Regions from separate parts of the Sus scrofa genome. Here all the other regions are linked to region 1. A link is a contact called in public HiChIP or PLAC-seq data. All regions are on one chromosome and are shown on one strand. The core of a region is the stretch at or near the end of the contact, and the rest is flanking DNA. Distances in the headings are between cores, read along the strand shown. Region 1 holds the start of TIMM9 (mitochondrial import inner membrane translocase subunit Tim9). Region 2 holds the start of PSMA3 (proteasome subunit alpha type-3). Region 3 holds the start of ACTR10 (actin-related protein 10).

Region 1 (2,956 bases), core at 309-2,808:
ACAGAAGTGACTCATGACACAGCAGTGCATGTCCTTTTACTTTAGGTTATTTGCAGCAGGTTTAGGAAATTGTGCATGATTTAACTGGCAACCCTAATTCATCTTACTATTAATCAGAGCAAAAAAAATTTTTGAAGGATTACCACATACTACCCTCTGGTTTAAAGAATGGCTTCAAGGACAAAGGATGGGACTATGGGCACTGGACTAGATCCTCAAGGCCTAAAGGATGAGCCTATGAGCACTGGACTAGATGGGGGCAAGACTACTTGGGTTTAAACCCCTGCTCTTATATTAAGAGGTTTTAAGATCCAGATCAACTCATTTATTCAAGTCATCTTAATGAGTTTCTACACCTATGAGCACACTTTAGAGAAGGGAAAGATAACTTTATTTCACACCCAAGTTTCATCTAGAGAATAAGGGAGATAAATCATCTCCAAAGTCTCTTACAACTGACACTATCATTTTCCTTTTAATACATGTAAATTATAAAACAAGCTGTGAACAAATAGGTACCACCTGAAAGCCTGATAATGAAGGAAATGTAACTGAAATTAATTACAGAAACTCATTAAGATTTAAAGGGTTCTCCAAGGCTGAGCCCTTAAGGTCCCTTTTAATTCTAAGACTACTTTTTTCAAAGTAGGCAGCTGAGATCTAAGAATAAAATTTGTTACTTAACTTTTCATCAGATTACATTTTTTGATTAGTCTTTTAAAAAGCCTTTAGTAATGCATAAAAGGAAACGTTTAAGTAATGCATCCTCAAAAATTAGCAGATGAGATGAGGTGTGTTGGCCCTGGTATTCTGTCTAGAGAGAATTTTTTTTTCGGCTCAAGGTCACGGCTTACAGACTAATTCACTATCCCAAGACAAGACCACCCGACTCCCCAAACTCGGGTTGAAGGTGGCTCAGGGCCTTGAATTCCGACCCTAGCCCCAGTGACGCTGGATTTGGAGGCAGGTCCCACACCCGCTCAGGAGATGCACTGCCAGGCTCAGCAGCACCCCCCCTCCCCCAAGGTCCCAAGTACACGCGGCGGCCTCCTTCAGAGACCCTGTCGCCTTTCCGGAGCATAGCCTGCCGCCCCCCCGCCTGGGAACCCGGGACTCTGTGGGCAGAGAAAAGAGACCATACTTGAGCACAGGCTCTCGCACACGACACCAGAACGAGGCTGGGGGGTTGCGCTGCCAGTCGAGTCTGGGGGCGGAGGGTCGGGGTCAGGGCGGGCGCCGCAGCCGCTGGATGAAAGAGAACACGTGGGAATGGCGATGTCAAATAACTCTTATACCTTTCGTCGCTGATTCGTTATAATGCCGGAAACGCTAGAGGGAAAAGCCGATATCATAAGTGAATTTTAAAATCTCCTGAGAATTGATTTTTTTGATTGCTTAGACAAATTCTCAATTTCTGACTTTCTCGCCAATATTAACACGAATCTGTCGAAGTTCTTTATAAAACTAATTTACTTAATCCCGCTCTCTAACGGTCTCCTGGAGCTACACTGTAAACTGTCCCTAATAAACGAGAGTGATATTACTTAGCTAGGTCCGGAGCTCTGCGGGTTTCGGATGACTCTTTCTCTTGGGTGTTATTCAGTGTTTAAGTCTTGTGGGGCGGTGTGCTGCTTTTAATAAAACAAAACAAATTCATACCCGCTTTAAGCCTTTTATGTTGGGAGTTTGTTTCCACCCGGAGAGGGACGGATGAGCACCGGAGCGCGTTTAGCCTTTTGGTTGGATGTTTTGGACGGTTTTTTTAAAGGCGCGCAGGCGTGTTGTGTCTCAAGGGCGGGTTTAAAGGGAGGTGGGTGTTGACCCGCGGGCAACTGCAGCTCTCGTCAGAATGGACCTGTGGCCCCGCAGTTGCTGAGCGTTCGGGAGACGCAGAGGGGTGAATTTAGGTGTCTGTTGGTTGCTTCTGGAGGGGTGTGTAAGACTCTTTTGCTGAAGAAAGCTATTAAGCTTCTTATGTGGGTTATTTTGGAAAAAATAGCATTTCAGTTTTACCTGCTTGACTCCCACTTATCACATTTTAACTCCGCCTACACGTCTCTCGGTTTGCACCTTTGGGAGTGGTCTGTGTTGTTCTTATTGCTTATGCGGCCATTCTCTTGTCATCCTCACTTAGATTCATTTGGCATGGTGCATTGATAGACTGAGTGCGATTAATGGGTAAATATGTTCTAGTCATCTCTAATCCAGGATTAAATACCAAATTGAAATTTCTAGCTTTGTAGATTGTCTGTTTAGACATTGTTTTGTTTAAAAGTTGATGATTGCATGTTTCAAAATCCCTTGAAATTCACATTTTTCATCCTATTCTCTCCCTCATTTCTTCTCCCCTACCCTTGACCCCCAAGCCCTGAAAGCAGTGAAAAGTTTGTTCTGAAGTTTTATGGACCCAGAAGAAAATCTGTTCGGAACTGTGAAACTAGTTTTGTAACAAGTAACATGAAAGGCTCTGAGTTTAGCCTGGAAAAGAAAAAAAAGGTGAAAATACCAGCGAGGAGACTTCGTGAGGTAGTTTCTTCAAGTCAAGGAGATAATTTGGCTTTGCTGAAAGATAAGTTGTCCTGTGTTCCTCCAGTATTATCTGCAAATAAATGTCTTCCTGTTAGAACAGGGAAGAGCTCGAATGGAACCTTACCTGGTATGTGATTCTAAATAGTTTTCAACTTTTGTATCTCTTTAGTCTTTATTTTCATTTCGTTGTTTTGTATTTCAAAATTCAGAGGGTTTTTAATGTTTAAATTCTTAAACATAAGATCGGTCTAGTTTGTACAGTGGTTTGAAAAGTGACCCCTTTCCCTGGGAAAATGACAGGCACAGACAGTCTACCTAGAATAATATTGAATAGACGGGATGAATAAAACATTTTGTATTTTTTCTCCACTTTTTTTTTGCACACTGTTCTTGTTCACATCTGTGGTGAACACACTTAGAGTGATGT
Region 2 (3,166 bases), core at 222-2,721, 160 kb before region 1:
TTAAAGTGCACTTAAGATTTAAGCAGAATGTTTAAAATTTTCAGGCTTGAAATATTAATGTAATTATTGACTAACAATTTTTTCTTGCAATTGCAAACTCTGGTTTATTCTGACTATTTTATAACTTGGCAGAATGTAACTGGTAAGTGAATTTGTATTTATCTGCATTTTCAACACATTTATTAAGCACCTACCATGTGTAAAAGCACTGTTATGTATTCTAATAAGTGGAAGTATAAAACAGACTATGATAATCTCAAAAGTTTTATCACCTTTTAAGAATGATATGTGTAAATTACACAGCAATTTTATATGCACTATTTCCAAAAGTAAAGTAATTAAAATAAATGCATTCATACTCATACTTTTTAAATCCGCTAATGAATCAGGCACTAGTCAAGATCCTCAGGCCACACAATTCAATGCATTCTTCTGAGTTACAAGATAAATCAACAATCCAGCCCCCAAGTAAGCAGTTAAACTAACAAGTTCAGAAAGAGCTTCAAATTCTTAATTATTAGTGAATAGACAAAGACCATTAGGCACTCAAATCCTGTTAAAAGTTTAACTGGCTCCCTAAACAAGTTTGGACTGCTTATAATCTACTTTCAGGGTGAACTCTTTTTAACTTCCCTCCGCACTTTCTTGGCCCACAATGGTCTAACTCAGGATCTCGCATGAAAAATTGCAACCAGAATATTTCAGTGAGGATTAGGCAAATTAAACGCTAGTCTTCCAAGAATATCCAAATCCTTTCTTCTATCTATTTGTTTAAGAATAAGAACTAACTTTAATTATGGTGCTTAATTAGCAGGAAGAAGCAATTGAATTTCCTCTTTCTCCTTTACTTTCTAATCCAATTTTTCAGCAAGCCCTACATATCTAAAATCCATCCACATATTTCCACCTCCACTGCCACCACTCTACACACTCTCCATTATGGCTTGACCACAGGACTGCAATAGCTTTCCAACTATTCTCTGTGCTTCTATCCTTCCTTGTATTCATCACTCCTCACACAGAGGCAAGAGAGATCATTTAATAACTAAATTAGATCTATCAGTCTGCTTAAAAACCTACTGATAACCTTACAGAAGAAAGCCAGTAACTGTGGAAGGAATGATGGAATTAGAAAATCACCATTTGGCAACCATTATCATAATAATTGATTCAAATAAGAATCACAGGATACTATAACTAGCGGGTGTAAGATTGAGGAGTAGCAGGATATTTACATAGCCTCAAGGTATTTCTTCACAAGGTATTCATTAACTACAAAGAGCAAGATAGAAACTATAGTGGAGAAATCTTAAGTGATCAAAGTTAACATCATCAATAAGGACACAAATGACAGCATGTGCCTCCTAATAGAAATACAAGGTTACTTCTGTGGTATTCCTGACAAAAATGCATCACCTGAATCTAATCATGCAAAAAAAGTCATACAAACCTGAACTTTGGAATACCCTGCAAAGGAAATGGCTTGTATTTTTCAAAAGTGTTAATGCCATGAAACATAAAGAAACATTAAATTATTTTCCAGATTAAAGGAGACTAGAGACATGACAACTGCATGCAGTGTGTTATCTTGTATTTTCTTTTGCTATGAAGAGCATTATTGAGAGATTTGCCAAAATCTAAATAAAGCCTGTAGATTAGAAAAAAGCATTATACATTTTCTGATTTTCATAGTTGTACTGTGGGCATGTAAAATAATGTTCTTTTTTGGGGAAATACACACAGAAGTATTTAGCAGTTAAAAATGCTGATGGTTTTCCATTTAAAATCGGAGATTAAAATCCAAACCACTACAAGATCTGACCCCGTGTCCACCTCTCTGATTTCACTTCCTGTCACTCTCACCACTTAATCACTATGACAGGCCATACTGACCCGACAGTTCCGACAGCCTTGGAACTGGAATTATACTCCCATAACAATCCCAAGTTTCAGTTTAAATATCCCCCTTTTACAAAGTAATTCCCTAATAAATAGGTCTAAAGTTCAAACTTCCATTGTCTCTTTTTTACCACGTGGTGCAACTATTTTGCCTATTTACTCTTTGTTGTCTATTTCCTCCCACTAAATGTAAACTCATTAAGAGGGGAGGTCATGTCTTCTTTACCGTTTAAAGAATTTTTTATTATAGTTTATGTACAAATTCTTAAGTCTTATCAGCAGTGTTTAACTGAATACTGAGTTAAAATAATCTTCAGTCTTATTCTTAATTCTATTAAGTAGTTATATGAAAAAGTACTAATTCTTCTGTAAAACTCCGATCTGAGCTCAAAGCTGATACCCTTAGAGTCCATCTTCCTTCCTGCTTGTGAGGAGGGGTGGATAAAGGGGACGCCATCAAGATAACTGGGTTACAATCAGGACGTCAAGCGTGGAGACGCCTCCTCTACCATTTCCTTTGGCCTTTGGAAGAGTATAAGAACATCTCTCCACTTTGCTTTAAGAAAGAATAGGGAAGAAAAAGCGAAGGAGAAGAGATAACTCCTAGGAAACAGACTGGAGCAGCTTTTCAAGCAATTGGAAGACTCAAAGTCCCCCGACAACCCTCCGGAGAGAAACCGAAGAGGAAGGAATCAGTCCTGCTTAACCCGACCTCCGCTGCTTCTGCACAGGCGCGTTGCCCGCTACGCGCATTCCCCACCCCCTTTCCCCACAATTCTCTGTTCTGTGGGTAAGGATCCAGGAACAAGCCACAGAGAGGAAAACTATTGGTTGGAAGAACAGCCAATGAGAGAGCCTGTTACTAGTCTGCGTACTGAGGTGTGAGGGGTTCGCTTTGGGCCTGAAGCCTTAGGCGGCCTGGTGGTTTTAGCACGATGAGCTCAATCGGCACCGGGGTAAGTTCGTTGTTTCTCGGCGTGATAGTCTAGCCTAAGGATCAGCGTAGAAGGGAACGTGGACACACTGCCTGGGCTGCGCCAACTTAGGGTGCGCTGGTACTGCCTTGGGGCAAGTGGGCCGCTTCCAGTTGTGCGGGGCCCTGAGGTCTTTCCTTCGCTGATTGCTGAGTTCGTGTCTGCGGTGACTCGGACCTGACGCTTCACAGCTCAGGTGTAGCGGGCTTGGCGGCGCAGCAGTGAGATTTGGAGCCCCCTTTTGCTGAGTCACTTTCCTTAGCCGCTTAGGGAAACCGAAAGTGGAACCTCGT
Region 3 (3,205 bases), core at 330-2,829, 200 kb before region 1:
TCAACCGATCCTCACAAACACTCTGAGAAGGAGCAGGACAGTTTATAGATAAGAAAATGGATGATACAGGAGTTCCCGCTGTGGCTCAGCGGAAAAAAATTTGACTATGATCCATGAGGATGCAGGTTTGATCCCTGGCCTCACTCAGTGGGTTAAGGATCCAGTGTTGCCGTGAATTGTGGTGTAGGTTGCAGACATGGCTTGGATCTGGAGCTACATAGGTCAGCAGCTACAGCTCCAATTGACCCCTAGCCTGAGAACCTCCATATGCTGCCAGTGTGGCCCTAAAATAGCAACAACAACAACAACAACAAAAAGAAAGAAAAAGAAAGAAAAAGAAAGAAAGAAAGAAAGAAAGAAAAGAAAAAGGATGAGTCAAAGCATTATAGTCTCTGTGTTCCCCTTTGTGGATCAGCAGTAAGAACCTGACTAGTATTCATGAGGACTAGGTTTGATCCCTGGCCTCACTCAGTGGGTTAAGGATCTGGCATTGCTGTGAGCTCCCACGTAGGTTGAATTAGTGGCTGGGATCCGGAATTGCTGTGGTTGGTGTAGAGTGGCAGCTGCAGCTCCAATTTCAGCCATAGCACGGGAACTTCCATGTGCTGAGGGTTTGGCCCTAAAAAGACGAAAGAGAAAGAGGAAGAAAAGAAAGAAAAAAATAGAGCTGTGGAATTTCTGTAGTAGCTCAGCAGACATGGCTTGGATCTGGAGCTACACAGGTCAGCAGCTACAGCTCCAATTGACCCCTAGCCTGAGAACCTCCATGTGACTAGTATCCATGAGGAGGCAGGCTAGATCCCTGGCCTTGCTCAGTGGGTTAAGGATCCGGCTGCAGGTGAGTTGTGGTGAAGGCAGGTAATTACAAATCCAATTAGACCCCTAGCCTGGGAACTTCATTGCTGCGGGTGCAGCCCTAAAAAGAAAGAAAGAAAGAGAAAGAGAGATCGACAAAGAGAGAGAGAAAGAAAAAAAAAAAAATAGAGCTGTGAAATGACAGGATGTAAACAATCCTATCAGGGAACTCTTATTTTGTTGTTCAGACTGGCACAGAAAGACAGTTTACTAACTTTTCTCGGGTTACACAGCTACTAGGTTTAGTGTAAAAAAAAGAACCCTTGGTTCATTGTTCCTTCCATTAAACCACCTTGATTGTTCCTCCACAGATTTGTAGATGCTACTTGAACTGCTTTCTTTCACATTAAAATTAATTTTCAGCAAAATGACTACCAAATAAAATTCTGTGTGTGTTATTCCTTAAGGCATCAGCAGTATAGTTTTTGAAATCAGAAAGACTAGGGGTCCAACCTTGGCTTTGCTATGGGAACATTCCTACGGTTCGAACAGGTAAAAAAGTAACACCTATTCTTGGCATTCCTTGCGAAGAATAAATGATAGGCAGAACACTTGGCCTTTACTCCAAGACTGCACGAAACGAAGCTTTTGGGTTGTATCGTCTCTCAGCTGCTGCGGCACTAAAAGGTCTAGAAAAGGTCCACAAGAACGATGGGAAAGACCTCGATCCCGGCGCTACTTGAGGGCGTGTCCGGAGGGAAGGACCCGGAGTTGGCTCCGCCCCATCCCGGGGCGCCCGACGCGCCTGATCGCCTTGGTCCTCTGCATCCCCCACCTCCGGATTAGCGGCCGCCCGCTCGCCTTCCTCCCTAGTCCGAAAACGGGGGCGCCTGAGAGTGTTGAGGACCGACGCGGAGTGAGGCACAGCCTGGGGCATCCCAGCCCGGCGCGCCGCGGCCACGCGAGGCCCCCGCCGTCGCCGCCACCGCCCGTGCACCGTCGCTCCGCCCCGCCCCCCAAGAGCCGAGGCCCGGCGGCCGCCGAGTCCGCGTCCTCTTTGCACCAGCTTGTTTACAACCATGCCGCTCTACGAGGGCCTGGGGAGCGGCGGGGAGAAAACGGCGGTCGTGATAGACCTGGGAGAGGCTTTTACCAAGTGAGTGGCTGTGGCGCCGGCTGCGGTCGTCCTGAGGGGAGGGCGGGTAGCCGAACCCCAGGCCCAGCCCGGGTACTCGAGAGGCGGCTTGCTAGGTCGACACTTCTTCCCCCAGGACCTCCGCAAATGACGCCCCTTTTTACTCTCACTGTGGGCGGTGCGAATCCCTAGGATCCTGTGGGATGGTCAGGTTCTGACTCCTAGAGGCCCTGGAGGCTTCGGGAGAATTGCCTTCGCCGCCCTAGGTCGTCACCCCAAACTGAACAGACCCTTTGGGGTCATTTATGCAGGGGATGACAGCGATGACCTAGACCCGGCTTACCCTGGGCTTATATGCCTAGGAAGGTGGCAGCCGAACTGTAATGCCTGATGACGATCTCCATTATTAAACACGTATTGAGCCGAGCTTTTGTTCATGCTGGAAATTCAAATATGTTTAAGACAGGGCTGTTCCGAGCTTTTGTTCATGCTGGAAATTCAAATATGTTTAAGACAGGGCTGTTGCTTCTGAAGAATAGGAAGTCAAATTAGAGTGGCTCAAGATATAATGAAGTGAAACTGTATAGATAAGACTCTGGAGAGCCTTTATGGCTCTCTCTACCGCTCAACTCTTAGATTAGTAAATTTAACATGTTTTAAGAGACAACTTGTAAACAGTGGAGTAATGGTCTCAACTGTAAGGGTGGCATAGATCCCTTTGACTAGGCAAAACCACAAATACAAAAATCTTAAATGATTTGCATGAAACTTCAGAGATTGATGGACCTTCACAGTGGTTCTTGGACACCAGGTTGAAAGCCCTTGTACTAGGTTCAAGATACAGGCAAGTGACAGCCAGAATTCCATCTTAGATATATCTGAAGTGGAATCATCTGAGAAAATTTTTTATATATCTCTAAATAGTGCCTAATATATAGTATGTAGTTACATAACTATTTGTTGAATAAGGCATCAAAAGAGCCTATTTAAGAATTGGGGAGTTCCCATCATGGCTCAGCAGAAACGAATCTGACTAGCATCTTTGAGGATGTAGGTTCAATCCCTCGCCTCGCTCAGGGGGTTAAGGATCTGGCATTACCATGAGCTGTGGTGTAGGTCAAAGATGTGGCTCAGATCCAGCGTTGCTATGGCTGTGGCATGAGCCAGAGCTACAGCTCCAATCCAACCCCTAGCCTGGGAACTTCCACATGCCATGGGACCAGTCATAAAAAGACCAAAAAAAAAAAAAGAATTGGATCTCAGTTACTCCAGAAT

The links. HiChIP or PLAC-seq counts read pairs in DNA pulled down with a chosen protein or histone mark.
Region 2: a contact with region 1 is called in an H3K27ac HiChIP or PLAC-seq map of alveolar macrophages. The contact joins the promoter of PSMA3 here to the promoter of TIMM9 in region 1. A contact is called at or near these places in 1 of 5 promoter capture datasets (liver), 1 of 47 Hi-C or Micro-C datasets (liver) and 1 of 2 datasets of contacts at active chromatin or transcription factors (alveolar macrophages).
Region 3: a contact with region 1 is called in an H3K27ac HiChIP or PLAC-seq map of alveolar macrophages. The contact joins the promoter of ACTR10 here to the promoter of TIMM9 in region 1. A contact is called at or near these places in 1 of 5 promoter capture datasets (liver), 1 of 47 Hi-C or Micro-C datasets (liver) and 1 of 2 datasets of contacts at active chromatin or transcription factors (alveolar macrophages).

The regions. Positions count from the first base shown.
Region 1 is chr1:187,502,894-187,505,849 of Sscrofa11.1, forward strand. TIMM9 (mitochondrial import inner membrane translocase subunit Tim9) reads right to left here and starts at 1,559. Exons shown (of 6, transcript XR_002347100.1): 1 at 1,545-1,559; 2 at 1,142-1,329. KIAA0586 (protein TALPID3) reads left to right here and starts at 1,801. Exons shown (of 33, transcript XM_021102647.1): 1 at 1,801-1,897; 2 at 2,367-2,656. The coding sequence starts at 2,458.
Region 2 is chr1:187,340,760-187,343,925 of Sscrofa11.1, forward strand. PSMA3 (proteasome subunit alpha type-3) reads left to right here and starts at 1,472. Exons shown (of 11, transcript XM_001927990.5): 1 at 1,472-2,855. The coding sequence starts at 2,835.
Region 3 is chr1:187,305,904-187,309,108 of Sscrofa11.1, forward strand. ACTR10 (actin-related protein 10) reads left to right here and starts at 1,580. Exons shown (of 13, transcript XM_003353492.4): 1 at 1,580-1,951. The coding sequence starts at 1,875.